2 separate regions of the Rattus norvegicus genome follow, and region 1 is linked to region 2. Evidence: chromatin contacts called from public Hi-C data. All regions are on one chromosome and are shown on one strand. The core of a region is the stretch at or near the end of the contact, and the rest is flanking DNA. Distances in the headings are between cores, read along the strand shown. Region 1 holds the start of Hivep1 (HIVEP zinc finger 1). Region 2 overlaps Hivep1 (HIVEP zinc finger 1).

Region 1 (3,075 bases), core at 378-2,877, 86 kb before region 2:
TTTTCTTAGCTCCAGCAAGCTAGAGGTAGGACTTCCTCGGGGGATTTTAAGGGTCAATCGTTAGTAGGAACGACCATCTTTCTGAAAGCCTAAGGGAGCAAAACAAGTTTGCACGATGGTCAGCTGTTAGTGGGCGTATGATCATTTAACAAAGAATATTTTTGTTTTGCGTCATTTTTTTTTTACACCTTATCCTTTCCAACTTTGAGGTGACCCGTTAAATCCGTCCCTTCTGCAGACTCTTTTGTGGATGCGTGGAATTTTGAAGTTCAAACTGCTAGTATTCTTCATGTCTATCTACCCTTGAAAACCTGCTTCGCTCCCCAGATCCAGCTCCCCTGATATTTCCAGAAGTTTCCAGTTCCCGTTCTCTAACGCTTTCTAGCAGCCGGGGTCAAACTCTGGTTTGTAATAAATTAGTCTGTCTTTCCATTTCACTCCCCCAGAGTTCCAGAAGCCTGCTGGGTGGCTCCGCCCCGCACCCCCTCCTCGGCTTCCAAAGTTCCCTCGCGGGTTAGTCCCCAGCTGACAGGCAGTCAAGGAGGGGTTAACAGCGCTCGCTGTTGCTTAGGCTCTGGGAAGCACCGGCTCTCTCCGGAATAACCTTGGCTTTCCTCGGTCTTTTAATAGAACATCCGCCACCAAAAGAGTGGTTTCAGTTCAGGGCTTAATAACATGTCCCCTCTGACCCTCCAAGTCAACACCCCAGCCCCCTTTCTCTCTCTCTTTTTTTCAAAGTTATTTTTCAAAGTTAATGAGTTTCAAGTTTCACTATGATTTCCCCTTCCCTCTACGCGGAGCTGAGGAAACCCCCTTGGGGTCCCCCCTCCCTCCCGGGTCCTCCTCCTCCCTACCAGGGCCAGGGCGAGGGGCGGGGCTGGGAGACACCATGACGTCACCGGGCCGGCCCACAGCCTGCTCTAGAAAGTCAAAAGACGGTAAAGAGAATCCGGCCCCGCCCGGCCCCGCCCCTCCTCTCGGGCCAACCGCCCCCGACTGCGGCCCGGCCGGGCTTCCCCGGGCCGCGGAGCCCCGCCTCCGCCACCGCCCCGCCCCGCCCCGCCCCTCGGGCCGCGCCTCCTCCTGCGTCCTGGGTCCCCGCGGCGGGGCCTGCGGCCGGCGGGCGGGCGGGCGGGCGGGCGGGCGGGGCGGCAGGGGGCCCCGGGCCGGCTTCACAGGAGCCCGCCCTCCCGCCGCAGCCCCCGCCCCGCCGCCCCCGGGGATCCCCTGCCGCCCCGCCCACGCGCGGGGAAGCCGCCGACCTTCGCCCTGGCCGCCCTCGCGCTGCCAGCGGTCCTCACGGACACCCGGGAGAGGTAAAGGCCGCTCTCCCGCCGGGTTCCACTCGGTCCCTCCCGCGCCTTGCTCGCGCCTCAGTGCCCGTCGGGAGGAGGCTCTGCTTGTGTCCCGGTTGTCAAGTGCAGCGCAGTTCCCGACGGGTGCGGGCCGGGCTTGGCGGTGGGGGCGCTGCACCCGGGAGAGCGCGGCGCGGGGGGCGGGGGCCGGGACCACCTCCCCCTGGCGGGCGGGCGGGCGGGCGCGCGGGTGTGCGTGTGAGTGTGTGCGCGTGTGCCGGCGCCGACCTTGCGGAGGGGATGCTGCGTGCGGGAGCCGCTTGCCACTTCGGCGGGTCCTGGCCGCGCAGGCGGCGGGAGCTGCGGTCCTGCGAGCCCAGCAGGTACGGAGGGCCGGCCTCCCGGTCGCCACGGCCGCTTCTCGCAGGAGGGCTCGGCGGGGCTGCGGGAGACCAGGCCGCGGCTTCCGCACCTCCCGGCTTTGTGGCTCGCTTTCCCTTTCGTTCTTTGCCGGGAGTGCCTGTTTTACTCCGGGCCACCTGGGTAGTTTCTCTCCGGGTAGGGCGCGCGCCCGCCGCTGGTGGGTCGGGGCCGGTGGGTAGGGGCGCGGGGCGGCTCGGGCTCGCTGCGGGTCGGGCTCCAGCAGGAGTTGCGGCTAGAGAGGGGAGGGGGCTGTGGCGAGGCTGGCGCGAGGAGGAGTCTCAAGGCTGCCGCTCTCGCCGACTCTGTCCTCCTCCTCCTCCTGCTCTCCGCATCCACTCCAGGCTCCTTCCGGAGCTGGCACTTCCATTCCCCCCTCCTTCTGGCATGCGAAGCGCTTTGTTCAGTGCAGCGTTGCAGAGGGGTTTTCCCAGGCTCCGCCCTCCACATTCATTCATGTTTTTTCTCCTTGTGACTGTCTTTACGCTTTTTGATCCTGTCCTGTTTTTGCACCTTGTAGTATGTATTTCTTTCTGGAGAAAGAATGGTTGATCACTGGTCCTAGTCGCTACGGTGCTGTCGTCTTTGAAAATAACCACTTCACCGCGGATTTAAACGTGGGCTGGACAGCTAGGGACAGGGGGGTGGAGGCTGCAAAACCGGGTCGCACAAAGCTGTTACAGGTTGGGAATTTGCATATTTTACATTTAAGCTGGGGGCTGATGGGGGGTCACGTGATCGGCTTACAATCAGAGTTCACGCTTTAAAAACTTCGTAATATTGTGACCGCTTAAAAGCTCTAGTTTTAATACGGAACGGAACAGAACACTTATAGCTTTATGTTTAAATTCTCTGTGCAGTCAAAACCTTTTTGAATGCGAGAGCTGATGGCTCTGTGGTAAAGCGAGCTGAGGAGCCCTATCTTTTGTAGGTCATTAGCTGGTGCTGCAAGAGACATCATCCATCGTTGACCATCCTGTTTCATAGTCTTCCTCTTTGGTTAGATTGTGAATAGTTTGTGCTATGCCGACTCTTAGCCTTGTTAGGAGTACAGCTGCAAGCAAGTTAATTGTAGTCGCCTTTTCCTTATGCGTTTTAGCTAAAGTGAAAACATACATCAAACACCTTATTCTGGGAAGCATTTTCTTTTCCTTGGAGGCGTTCTTCCCGGGAATTAATATTTCAGCATTTTCATGTTGCAGGCAAAGCTTCTACATTGTTTAGCTTAGTCCTTAGTCCTTAGCCCATCTGAGGTGGATACTGTTTCCTGATTTTACAGCTTGGGAAATCCGATCTTCTCTTCTGAGAGCTTAAGTACCTTGAACAAGGCCACACAGTATGGGGTAAAGCCTGGCCTTGA
Region 2 (3,369 bases), core at 749-3,248:
TTCCAGCATAAGATAAACCAAGAATTTACCTGTGGTTTTCTAGCTGTGTCTCTGGTTTTATTTTTATATTGAACCTTTGAGTTTATTTTTACACTGTTTGCTCATAACCTACATTTATTTTATCATCCTGTATATGAAATCAGAGTCTTATATTGAGAACGGTTCCATCCATTTTCTAAGGTTTTGAACTCTGCGTTTATAACATATTAAACCTTTATAAGTTTCTCTTCCACTGCTGATCTAATCTTGTGGGGGTGGGGTCCTGTTTTAGTCACTGTGTCGCAGCAGTGGCTGTCCTTACAGTTCTTTGCAGACCTCCATTGTCTAATCTGGTTTATTTTTCTGAATAAACATTATGGTTTGTCATATTTTAAAACAGATTTTTTTCCCTTAAATTTTATAAAATACAGAAATTTTAAAAGAATTGTCTTGGCACCGTCACAGTGTTAATGGCTACCGGAGGCATGGTGTGCCAGCCCCTGAGACTGGTATGTCTGAGCTTGTACACACCCCAGCCCTCATCACCTACCCCACTTTCCATGTTCCAGGCCCATCATTCCACAAGTCTGTTGTATTTTCTGCACATTTTTATTACTTGCTATAAAATTTGCTTTTATCAGTGTTTAGGTTTCTGTTGTAAATAAAGCATTTTCTGTTATATTTTCTACCAGCCTTGGTATAAACAAAAATATGGATGTTTGTAACTATGGTAGGGTACCACTCATGACTTTTGACCATTTCACTGGGTCCCTTTAGATGACTGTCCCCACAAAATACTGTTTATTCTTATCATCCATTTCTGACTTATCGCGTAAGTCGGTTGCTCTCAAGAAATGATTAAAAACAGCAGTGATTCTGGCAGAAGTCTTCTTGGCCTAGTCTTGCACTTCTTGCACCTAGTCTTTGCTTCTGTGCCATGGTGAATGACATTGTGGCCATGCATGGCATCGTGGTGGGGCGTGGCATTGTGGTTGCACGTAGCATTGGCATGAAGCAAATATTCATCACTGTTTCCCAGTTTGCAAGTTCTGTTTTGATTTTTCTGGTTTCCCTGCTGACTTCTTTTTCCTCTTTAGCTAGTTAGAATTGTGTTGCTTAATTTTCATACAGCTGGGGATTTTCCGTGTATTTTATTTATTTCTAGTTGAATTTTGTTGTGGCTAGAAGACATGGTGTATGCACTTAACGATAATGCTTTTCACAAGCATTATCTGATACACTGCTTCTATTGCTCTAGACAGTTCATTTTTATTTTCACTTACTAATGTGTGTGATGTAGGGCATTGAACCCAGCGCCCTGAATCTTGAGTATTCACTCTGCCATGGAGCTACACCTCCTGTGGATGGCAGCGTGGCCTCTACCAAGGTGTTGGGCTGTTTCCTTCTAGAGGTGCTGAGGATAATCTGTTTCCTTGCTTGCGTAGTCTATTGGCAGCATTAGGTATTGTGGCTAAACTCCAGAGCACTGCAGCCGTCAGATCAGATTCTTCAGAGCACTGCAACCATCAGATCAGCGTTTCTTTCTCCAGTCACTCACTCATCTCTTCCCTTGTGCTCAATTATTTCTTCTTTATTTTGGAGTGTAGTAAGTTGAACCTAGAAGTTTGCATATGCTAAGCACCTGCTGTCTAAGTCAGCTTGGCTTGCTGTAACAAAATACCCGAGACTGTCAGTTCAGGTTCAGTCTCTTGATCCAGTTCCAAGCCTTTGAGCAGGAGGCAAAGCAGAGCATCTTGGAGACACTGTTCACCTCCTGACAACCTGACACAGAGGAACAGAAAGGCCAGGGACCTCTCTTCGTGAAGACTGTTCCATAGTGACGCATCTGATTATGAACCCATTAGTTGGTCAGTCCCCTAAAAGAAGTCTGAGTCCTCATGATCGATCCGGCTAACTTTCCAAAGTTCCACCTCAGAGCACAGTTGCCTTGGGGTCAGGACTCTGGGCCTCTGAGTGTGAGTACACTCTGGGTCAAGGTCTACCCTGGACTTTCACAAGTTCAGGCATACACTAGCTCATCTGCAGCTTTGAAGCGAGCAGGGGCAGATCACATCTTAGAGCAGAGTGTCTCACCTGACGGCTGGTTAGCCAAAGACTGCTGTGAAGTTTGTTAATTTCCTCATTCCAGAGTCCATGACCTCAGCAGACTTACACAGCGTCACTAACCGAAGGAAACCTGCGCACATGGAGGTCCAGGTCCAGGTGTCACATTTGCTGGCCATTGTTTTGCTTTCCACATGGCCATGTGGAAAACACAGCATCATGAGCGCATCTTGAAGGCGGTGGACAGTGCAGCAATGCCAGCCTCTTAGGATTCTTTCCCCGCACCCCCCCCCCACTTTCAGAGCTCATTCCCGAGCATAGAATTGGGGTAACAGCTGAGCTGACAGGGAAGTCTGCTGTCATTTCCTCATTTGGTCTTTGTTTTGCCTTCGTATGTATGGGAGGGTTGTAGATGGATATATGTGTTCATGTGTGTGCATTGCATGTATGCACTGAGGGCAGGCACTGACATTGGCTTTCTTCCTGGATCATTCTTGTTTTCTGAGACAGTTTTTTTTTTTTTTATTTGTTTACACACCAAACATGGAGCTCATGCATGATTCTGCAAGGCTAACCGACTAGCCCAGGAATTCTCCTGCCTCCACTTCCCTGGTGCTAAGATGACCGACATGCACTGTCACACTGTCCCCTCCCCTCCCCTGTGCTCTTCTTCCCTCCTCTCCTCCCCCCTTCTCTTTTCCTGAGTGTGGCTTCTGGGGATTCAGACTCCATGCCTGCATGCTAAGCGGCTTCCTAACTGGGCTGTGTCTCTATTCTGGGTTTGCCTTTGCTGTTGAATTCTGAATTACTTCCCAATACAAAGTTCGGGGCTGAGAGTTTAGTTTTCTTTCAGTTCTGTAAGAATGGAGTAGATGGACGGTGGAAGCTGGGTGAGATTTAAGCAGCCAACACCACACTAACATTACTTGATTATGTATTTCTGGATCATATTCCTGGAGGGAAGGAAGAGCTTGGCAGTGAGCTGCTGTGGCTTCCTGTCTCTGCTGTGCCAATCCCCACCTCTGCTGCCTTGTAAACTCAGGGCCGAGGACCTGCTGCGGCAGAATGCCTTTACCATGTGCTCCTGGTCTGCTGGTCTGTGTGCAGCACGGCTTGCACTCGGTCCCCGTGTGTGTTGTAAACACGGTTTCTGTTTTCTGTTGTAAACACCATGTTCATGAAACCCCCTTGACTCGAAAGCGCTTCCTTCTGCTCCCTACGCAGGAGTGAGTCAGAGATGTGCCACTGTCCCTGTAAAGCCACCCTGCCCTGTCTTCATCCCCAGTGGTCAGCTCTTCCCGAGCTTCCTGATTGTGCCTCCTCGCC

The links. Hi-C and Micro-C count contacts between places; a contact is called where the count stands out from the background.
Region 1: a contact with region 2 is called in a Hi-C map of liver, with 3 times the contacts expected there. The contact joins the promoter of Hivep1 here to the enhancer-like site in region 2. A contact is called at or near these places in 10 of 12 Hi-C or Micro-C datasets (the A7r5 cell line, the Rat2 cell line, Schwann cells and 5 more) and 1 of 1 datasets of contacts at active chromatin or transcription factors (oligodendrocytes).

Annotation. Positions count from the first base shown.
Region 1 is chr17:22,915,748-22,918,822 of GRCr8, reverse strand. Hivep1 (HIVEP zinc finger 1) reads left to right here and starts at 1,627. Exons shown (of 9, transcript NM_001105751.2): 1 at 1,627-1,678. LOC108348545 (a long non-coding RNA gene) reads right to left here and starts at 863. Exons shown (of 2, transcript XR_005495726.2): 1 at 1-863.
Region 2 is chr17:22,829,685-22,833,053 of GRCr8, reverse strand. The region is part of intron 3 of Hivep1 (HIVEP zinc finger 1); the gene reads left to right. Among named protein-coding and RNA genes, the nearest start is that of Hivep1, 86 kb to the left of the region's middle. Within about 2 kb of position 1,998, at least 2 of the 93 cell types and tissues checked have an H3K27ac peak or open chromatin away from gene starts, as enhancers often do. A contact at or near this core is called in liver, where this site is marked.